Regions from separate parts of the Rattus norvegicus genome. Here region 2 is linked to region 1. A link is a contact called in public Hi-C data. All regions are on one chromosome and are shown on one strand. The core of a region is the stretch at or near the end of the contact, and the rest is flanking DNA. Distances in the headings are between cores, read along the strand shown.

Region 1 (4,789 bases), core at 718-3,217:
AAGACTGCCTACAAAGACAAGAGAGCACCCTCCCTTTCCTCGTCCTACCGTGGAGATAAAGCGTCTAGATCGGTAAAACGGACGCACCTGGCTGTGCCAAAAGGTCTACTCTTAGGAAGGGCACGAATGCTCTCTGGGGCCTGAGAGGAGCTAACTCAGACTCTTACAGTTACAAGCCTGAGCACTGGACCCAAATGGAGAAATCCAGCAAGATTTCAGACATTAGTACCCACATGAACTCCAGCCCAAGGGCACAGACAGTCTCTCCGCTCGGATTGCTGGCTAAGAAGCAGTTGCTGCAAAACTGACTCTCAGGCCCCCTCTGTGAGCAATCCGTGCAACAACACCCTGAAGAACAGCTGTTCCTGATGGGCTGGGCAGGGCCTGAGCTCTCAAGCGTGTATTGCCGAGTCTGGGGGTTGGAGCTAGGGAGGCAGAATCTTGGCTTCTCGGCGACGGGAGGGGCGTGGCCACCGAGGGGGAAGAGAGCTAGGCTGCCTGCCCCTAAAGCCACTCACTTTTGGGTGAAAAACTCAGCCGCACAGCAAGCACTGGGCCTGGACAGGGCACAGGCTGTCAGGGGAAAAGGCAAAAGCAGCGTTTGAAGTGGACGAATATAAACCCGAAGATAGGCAGGCTGGCTTTTCATCTATTTCCACTAAATGCTCACAGTTCTTTCTTCCAAGGCAGGTGAGGAGAGACCGAGACCGGAAGAGCGATGAGATGTGTTCAGTGCCTCTATTCACTCCACAGCGAGGAGAAAAGGTGGCCCGGACTGGAGAGGATGAGGCAGAGCCCTCAAAGTCACTAAGATGCTTGAAGGGTAAAGACCAGAACAGGATGACAACAGGGGTGTGTCTCTAAAGACCTGGGCTCAGGGGGCATGAAGAGAAAGGTTGGCAAAGGCGAAGGTCCTCATTCCTTCCTTTTCCAGCCAAAATACCGAGCTTGCAAGGCTGACTTCTCCCAGCAGGCTCAGTGCCAGGGACTACACAGTCTTTTAGGAAACCCACGGAAATGTTTTAATTTCTTTTAAAATCAGGGGAAAAATTAAATGAACTTTTAAATGAAAGAAAATGTTTTAATATGTAGCAATATATTTGTTTTCATGCCAACACAGCCGCAAAATATTACTTTTAATATTTTTAATAGAGGAAAGAGCCCACGGAGGTAGAGACGCCTGTTGCCCGTGTATGCAACTGTTAAAGGGGTCTTACAGCTCCTGGCCTTCCCACACCGGAAGGTGCATTCTGCTCCCATTCGTGGGCCACGAGGGAGGACCCCTCTGGCTCTCTCCATTGTGTCTCCGCTGCCAATGTGCCTTTAAAGGGGAGCTCAGAAGAAGAAGAAACAAAGAACGCACGAGTTTGGCACCAGCTTCACTTTTTCAGCTTTCTGCAAGTCCCAGACTTTCCCTTTATCTTGCTCTCCGCCCTGAGCGTTTCCAGACTTTTAAAGAGTCTGACCTAGGAAGGAAAAACTGGAACCAACCGGCTGACCGACACATGCACACACACACACACACACACACACACACACACACACACACACACACACACACACACACCCTTCCCAAACTGTCCTGCCCCGTCATGTCCAGAGGGGTGCTGGGGTCTCCTGCCTATGGGAGACTTGGATGAGGCCTTTGAGGGAGGGAGGGAGGAACGGAGGGAGGGAAGGCTGAAGCTAGAAGACAAGGCCAGAGAGAGCGACTCGCTCGCGGCCCGCACTACTGCCCTCCGGTGGGTCCCGGAGAAGCCAGGCGCCCGCGGCCGCGCACACGGATTGGGTTTCTGCGAGGCTCGCTCCCGGGCCTGGCTCAGGGCCGCCGCCGCCCCCTCCCTGCGCGCAGGCTGCGCTCCAGTCGCGGCCACGGGGTAGCGCTCGGCCCCCCTCTCCGCGTCTCCGCCTCCGCCGCGCTCGTCCCCGGCTCCCGCTGCCCCCGCAGCTCCGGCTCGACGCAGGCAGACTCTGAGGCTCGGCAGCAGAGCGGCTCTTAGGACGCTGAGCCCCGGCAGCCCAGGGCTCTAGGCTCCGCGAGGCAGCGGCTGCCGAGGTGGGCGAGCGGCAGGCGCGGAGGAGGCGCGGGAGCGGCCGCAGAGACTGGGGTCCCCGCGCTGGGCGAAAACGCCGGGCGGCCGAGGCGGCGCCGAAACCCCGGATCCCAGGACTGCCGGCCGGGCTCTCCCGGTGCAGCTCGCGCCGACCTCCATCCCGGGTGCGGCGGAGAGCAGGACCCGCCGGTCTTCTCCTCCCGATCGCCCGCAAGAGGCTCCGCGCCCGAGCACTGGCTGGAACCCGGGTCGCCCAGCCCGGTACCCGAACCGGGCATCTATCCCTGCCCGCAGCTGGCGCAGACATGGGTGCACGGGGCTGCGCGCCGGGCCGTGGGACCCGCAAAGTTTGGTAGTCGGAGGTGCTCAGAGCTTAGGGCGAGCCCCGCACTGAAGCCCCAGGGGACGTATCCCCCGAAATCACTGAATTGGGTGCGAGGACCGTGGAGCTCTGAAGGGTGGCTTGGCCCTGCCAGATGCCTTCTGCAAAGTTAGAAGAGAAGAAAACTTCGGCTCCGGCTCCGGGGAGATTCGGACCGTTATGCTAACCGCGCCCCCGGAGCCCTGCGCCCCATCTCAAAGACACCCGGCGCCCGCGCCTGCCACTGTGTTCTGCTAGCATCCAGTCCCAGGGGCCGGGCGTCTGGAACCGTGGTGACTACGTCGGCCCGGGAGAACCCAACCAGGGGGCGGGGAGGGGCGGGAGGCGGGCAACGTGGCCATCAGAAGGAAGTTTCCTGAAGTTGTCCTCTCATTCCGGAGCTCATCTAGCGACCAGGCCGGATCGCAGGGGTCGCCCTGCCTTCGAGAAGTAGTCTGAGTCGGGGTGCTAAGAAATACAGGCACCCCGAGTTTGAGAGGAGGCTTGGCCTCTTTCTCCTCTCCCCTCGACTTACGGAATAGCCAGCACAGAAAGAGGAGAAAGCATTTGGGGTCGCTGGTGCGGTCCCTACGGTCATAGCGTCCAGGACTTGGCCACGCAGTCTCCCGGGACCCCACAGGATTATAAAGCAACTCGCAAAGAGGAGGGCACAGCAGAGGACCCCTCCGTCAGGATGCCCAGCATGTGGAGGCTGCCGATCTGGACTCTACTGGCCCTGCATCGGATCCACTCAGCCGGGGCCCAAGGTATGGTATGGGCGACTTTCTCCACGTGGAACTGGAGAAGGGGTTCGGGTGGGCGGAAGAGAGGTGTCCCCTTAAGACACCGCGTTTGGCCCAAGCTGGACCATTTCGTGTACGTCTCAATGCTCCCGCTTCTTCGACTTTTGGGGCTCTCTTTGGGGTGGGGCAGTGTCCCCGGTACTTCTGGCCTCTCTGGACCGGAAAGGTGAGGTGGCCAGGGGGAGGTGGAGAAAAGCGGAGGTGCGGTAGGTGGACCTCTATAGATACCCTCTGACTGGGGTAGGAGGGGCGCGTCATTTCATGTCTTGGCTCCACTGAACTCCCTAAGCTCCTCATCCTGCTCGACGTCCGACAGGAAGGGCAAAACCATACCAGGCAGGCACTGGGTAGTCCCGGGGTGAGAAGATGGGGCAGGCAGAAGCTGGGAAGAAGCCGTAGTCGGGGCTCGCTTGATTTTTCCTTCAAGAGCAGCTACTCTACTTGACCACATATGGGAGCCCGCGCCTGGCTGCCTAGCCAGCCGCGGGAGCTGGGGCGGTTTGGCGGCGTGGTCCTGGAGCCCAGTGGCGAGGACAGCGGCAGATCACCCCCACCCCCACCACCGACACACCCAGCGGGCAGCCCCAGCCTTCAGCTTCCACTGCTAGTTGGGTGTCTGGCCCCTGCCGCTTTGATCTGTAGCTACCCCGAGCAGACAGCCTGGCGATGAAGGGCTAGTGGGTGTGCAGAGGGTGTGTTGAAAGGAGGTGTGATGGGGTTGTCCTTCCCCGCCTCCTGAGGCGGACGCCTGCACATCTCTGGGGTCCCCTGGAGGGTCGTGGTAGGCTAGGCTGCACCGAGCTTTCTTGGGTTTGGGGTTCGAAGATCCAGATGGTAGTGGCCGTGGTGGCCGAGCGGCGCCTGCTGGGGGCAAAGGGAGAAGTAGTCTAGATTGAATCCCCAGACTCACCGGTTTAGCTTTAGATCCCTTTGATTTTCCAGACTCACAGGAAGCCAGGAGCCGGGAGTGGGGCCGTGGGGGGACTGGGATGGCGCTGCAATCTCCCTACAGAGCCTTTCTCCTCTTCTGGGGTCCCGGGACCTCAGAAAAGAAGGGTCGCCACCGTGTCCCAAGCCAGGCAAGCGTCAGAGCCAAGATCAGAGATGAAAATGATCCGTTGTCGCTCACGGGGCTGAGGAGAGGACTTTTTACAAGGCAATTTAGGTAAAAGCACTTCGAAATTTTCTAATGAGCGCCATAAATGTAAGGCAATAAAAGTTATTATTTTTATAGTGGTCGTAAAATCTTCCAGTAGGCAGGGACCTCAGAGGTCATCGAATTCTTGTAGCCATTTAACTGATGGGGAAACTGAGGCCCTGTGCAACAAACTTACCTTCCCAAGAGCACTCCGGTACACAGGATAGGTGTTCAGATGGAGACCTGGTCAGTTCTGAGCTTCTTTCTCTAGCGGGTACTTCCGTAGCCTCTCGTCTAGGGTGAGACCGTGGTGAGGCCGTGGGGACCCAGGACAATGGCCTTGACAGAGTTGGAATGGGGTGTCCTCCACTCTGGGTAGCAGGTCAACTTTTCTGAGATGGCCATGGAGGGAGGGGTCTCTGAGGGGTAGCAA
Region 2 (4,789 bases), core at 1,666-4,165, 220 kb before region 1:
CTGTCTCTGATACTCTTTGCTCTGCATCTTGAGGCCCCACAAGGTTCTCATCAATAAACCAAAGTGGCACCCGGATGTAGGACCTGCCTGGGCCTTGCAAAGGGCACGTGACAGGTATTACTACTCACAATTATAATAATCACACGGCTTTCAGTTGCTTCTGCCTTCTGACACTAGCGTAGCCTTCTACTAATAGCACCATCCCATTTTCAATAGAACAATTTAAGACAAGATCCTTGCCGCCAGTCACCAAGTGAGAGTGGCAACTTAGCTCTCCTGTGTTCTAGAAGTTCCCACCACAGTCACCAACTAAAAAATGCCGTGTCTCCTTGTCTCAGAGTTAAGTCTGCATTTTTTAAATGTATCAATAAACATACAGTGTCTGCAGTAAGCATAACATCGTATAAACCCAACAGTGAAACTCCAGGGCACACTGAAACGTATACACCTAGTCAACTGACATCAGCCCTGTTGGGTGTGGTACAGACAGGGAAAGGAGGAGGTGGGTCTCAAGAAGCAACAGAGGCAGGACTGCCCAGTGGCTTCTTCACTGTAATCACACAAAGGGTTATATAGGAGCCACTGTTTCCTCCAGCCTCGGATGCTCCCCCCAGGACCACACACAGGGATGCACTCCTTGCTTCCTGACCACACAGGAGTACCCACCACGTATCATGCAGCAAGCACGTTATCCACTGCAGGAAGTTCTGGTTTTGCAGGGATGTCCTCTCTGCAGGGCTGCCCAGGTGCCACTGTCTATGCGTCTTTGATAAATGGCTGCACTCTTATAGTCTAATTGGTAATAGAAACAACACTCGGAGTCTTGGAGAAGCCCTAGGTCCCCGCTCAAATGGGAGATGAAAGTGTTTCTGATGAGAGGGGAGGACAGTCATGCAAAACAAAAACAGAAGCTGATATGAATGAAAGGCAAGGCCGCTGGAGAGTTCTCAGCAAGCGGAGAGTACCAGGGAGTAGAGGCTGGTCTTGTGTGTGCCTCAAGATCAGACATCAGCAGCTGTATTTGTGACCTGGAGGAGGGGGGCAGCTTTCTCTGGGGAGGCGGAACGGCTGATTTCCAAGAGACATCAGCATTCTTATGTGCATGTGCATACGTGTGTGCATACATGTGTGCACATGCACTCAACCTTTGTGCCACAGGACAACATTGGATGCCTTCTTTATTGATCTCAGTCTTATTTTTTGAGACAGTGTCTCTCACGGAGCCAGGAACCTGACAATTTGGCTAGGCCGGTGAACCCTCAGAATTCACCTGTGTCAGTTCTACCCCTCCGCTCTGGGATCACAGACACCAGCCCCTGCACTTGGCTTTTATGTAGGTTTCTGGGGATTTGAACTCAAGCCCTTGAGCTTGCACCAGCACTCTACCCACTGAGCGATGCCCCAGCCTGTAAGTCGGCGTTCTTGAGTAACCAGAGAGAGAATGTCGTGATATAGTTACTAGGCAGAGGAGATGGCCAGCTTTGGGGGTGGGGGGATGGGGATCCTGCTCACACCCCAGTCCCACTGCCCTCTAGCAGGGACCCTCAGAAGCATCTCATCCGCACATCCCTGAGACCTGAGATCTCCCATAGTAAAGCTCATATTGAGTTCTACATTCAGGGCAGGGCTGGGATCTGTGTGTCTAACAAGTCCTAGGTCACACCGATGCTGTGTGTATGTGGACTGCTTTTAAGGAGTTATGGAGGAGACAGAGTGGAGTACCTACTCCAGAGAGACTGGTCTTTGCAGTCACCTACGGGGTCAAGTCCTCTGATCTTGCTTTTTTACCTGCTGTGTGACCTCTAGCACGTGTGTGTTGTTAACTTCTCTGAGACTCAGTTTCTCACTTGTCAAATGGAGATAGAAACACGGTCAGGAAATGGCAGAGAACACCTGATGTTAGTTAAACACATTGAGCTCAGTGCCTCGGATGCGCTGACCCCGCACGGATGGGCAGACATGGATTCTATCAAGTAACTCGCTGTGTGGAGACCTGAACCTGACTAAGAGGATCAGAGCCGGGATGCGGGGAGTGTGGTTCTCCAAGCAACTGCCTTAGGAGGCCATCTTGTTCTGGAAGCATGCTTTCTGTGTAGCTGCACTCTCAGGTCCAGGAGGGACAGAGCCCAATTGCAAATCAGAGGGAGATGGTTCGGATGCAGTCTCTGTACACATCTGTTGCAGAACAAAGCCAAGTCCAAAGAGAAGGCAATGGAAAAGACTAGACCTAGGAGGAGAGGAATGCGGGGATGGGGGAGATGAAAAGGTTCCCTACCTATCCCCAAACCTCTACATATATACAGATTTCCCTGAGCTAATAAAAGGCCCAGGCCTACTTAATGGCACTTGACTTGGAGTGTGTGCATGTATACATGGACATACATGCACATTACATGTCCCTGAGCAGATTCGATGAGCTAGCCTGAGAACCGAACAGAAGCGGGTCCGGAAGGGAGCCAGACAAACTCACCTGGAGCCAATCAGCCGGTTTAAGCAGAGCTGTGGCCAGCCTTGGCTCCCCGAGGAGCGGGATTTCTCGACAGGGCTCTGCTGACATTTTGGGAAAACTATTTGTGCCGTGGTGGAGGCCGTCCTGTGTTATGTAGACGTTTCTAGCATCCCCAGCCTGTACCCTCGGGGTGCCAAGAGAACCCTCCCACCCTAGTCGTGACAATCAGAAAATGTCTTCAGACATTGCCAAGTGTTCTTTGGGGACAAAGCTACCCTCAGTGGCAACCATTCCATAGATCCTCTTTTGGACCCGTAATGCAAGACACTGGGTTGGGGGACGGGCGGGGGGAGTCTGTGAATGGAGTACCCAGGCCACCAGCCCCACGTCCTCTCTGCCAGCTGCAGAAGGCTCTGGCTGAGAGCTCTTCCAATGCCTTTTCCAGTGCTTAGTGTTCAGTCTGTTGGTTCCTGGCTTCCTGTCCTCTTCAGGCTCAGGCTAGAGAGGGGACTTAGGATCCAAGTGCAGTCTCCCATCCCTCCCCAGTCCACCCTCCCCACTCCCAAGGTCTCTATAAAGGGGCCCTGGAGTTCCCAGGGAAGAAAACATCTTTGGAAAGGGCAGGGCTAGAGTTGGCGCCGGGAGTCCTGATGGAGAAGCCAGGGGGTGCGGAGGCTGAGTGGGGGAAGAGAATGTTATCACAGAAACCTGATTTTTCTACACACTCTATCAGCTCCCCATCTGCTCCTTGATTAAACGTATTGCCGAGCTCCCTCCCCACGTGCCCGCTGCCAGGACGTCTCTAGAGCCCTGATTACATCTGTGGAGAGAGCCTCAAACCTCACAGATGAGCGAGCCTATCGATCAGCCTGGCAGCTGACGTGTGTTTTAAAATGTAGAGGTGGATGGGCAGTTTAACTGCCAGGCCGAAGGGTATAGAGGGCTCTTACCCTTAAAGGAAAGGCCTCCGTCTTCCGGTCACCGTCACCGTCGCCACAACAAGCCTAGGGTGGTGCTTAGATTTCCATCCAAGACCCTTCCCAATGCAGAGACCTTAGGTGACATTTCTCCTTCCCCTGACTCAGTTTTCCTTTTGTTAGCAGGCCGTAACAGCCGAGTCGGCGGATACAGAGCGAGTGACCTTCAGAGTCAACCGACTATAGTTCTATCCTAACTCACAGCCTGCCTGTCCTGTGAGCCAGCAGCCTAGATGTCTCCCTAGAGCTTGTTACAAATGCAGGCTCTCAGGCCCAGACGGGGCCAGGCCTAGGCTGGTTGCATCAGGAACTACCCTTTAACAAGCTCCCCAGGTACTTCACGGACACGTTATAGCGTGCCGGGCGCGCCGACAGCTCCGTTCATTTAGCTACTTCAGAGGTGAACATGTAAAAGAAATCTCTCAAAGGGAATAACTCACCACCTTCCCTGGCCTCAGAAAACTTTTCACAGAGATTTTTTTTTTCTTTCTTCCTGCCCAGGAACTTTAACCCTGAGAAGCAAGAAGCTTTGAAATCCTGGTGGTTGGAGCCTTGAGATGAAAATCCTCATTCAATCAGTCCCTCAATGAGTCTGGGGATGAAAAGGGAAAGCTCCTCCTGCCCCAAGGAAAGGCCCCTCTTGGGGGATAGGCAGATCCCTCTCCGTTCCTTGAAAAGATGTCCGTCCATGGTGAGGTTTTTAAGCAGCTTGTTTTATGGTTGCTGGAGTTTGGCCAGAGTCCTTCAAGCTTCATCCTTCTTCTGGGACCTTCTGTCCTAGTGGCCAGCGGTGGCTCTAACACATTTTCGGAAGTTTGATGGCTTGAAGCAACAAGGGTAGTTATTCTTTCACAGGTCTGAAAGCCGGAAGACTAAACTCGAGGTGTGACCAGGATCCTCCTCCCTTTGGAGGCTCCAGAGGGAGCCCTTCCTTGCCTATACCAGTTTACAGGGGCTGTACCTCTCTCTCCTCTCGGCTCAGGGTCACGGGGCCTATGCTCCCCTGACAGGCATTAGAGCCCCAGCCTACCTCACCTTCCTTTTTCATGGTCCTTAGACTGCATCCCAGTGATCTGGATTAAGCTTACTTCACAGTTTGTAGTTACATCAAAAATACCTCTTTCCGTGGAGTCCAGGCGTGAGCCACATAGTCACAAGTCACGGGAACTTGTGCCTACCTTCAGGGGGTTACCTACCACAGTCTCCAGTGGAATCCTAGGTATTAATTACATTTTGGAGCGGCAGTGTCCCGCCACCACTACCACCAGCTGGTGGCGCCATTGAGAGGTGAGCGAATTACAAGGGTGTTTAACCTTAAGGATGGGTTAATTCACGGATGGGCTCACAGAAGAGCTTTTAGGGG

What was found. Hi-C and Micro-C count contacts between places; a contact is called where the count stands out from the background.
Region 2: a contact with region 1 is called in a Hi-C map of frontal cortex, with 4 times the contacts expected there. The contact joins the enhancer-like site here to the promoter of Sdk2 in region 1. A contact is called at or near these places in 3 of 12 Hi-C or Micro-C datasets (frontal cortex, mammary epithelial cells and prefrontal cortex).

The regions. Positions count from the first base shown.
Region 1 is chr10:99,598,861-99,603,649 of GRCr8, reverse strand. It overlaps Sdk2 (sidekick cell adhesion molecule 2), which reads left to right and starts at 1,967. Exons shown (of 44, transcript NM_001413325.1): 1 at 1,967-3,182. The coding sequence starts at 3,110.
Region 2 is chr10:99,818,402-99,823,190 of GRCr8, reverse strand. No RefSeq gene overlaps it. Among named protein-coding and RNA genes, the nearest start is that of Sdk2, 220 kb to the right of the region's middle. Within about 2 kb of position 2,915, at least 6 of the 93 cell types and tissues checked have an H3K27ac peak or open chromatin away from gene starts, as enhancers often do.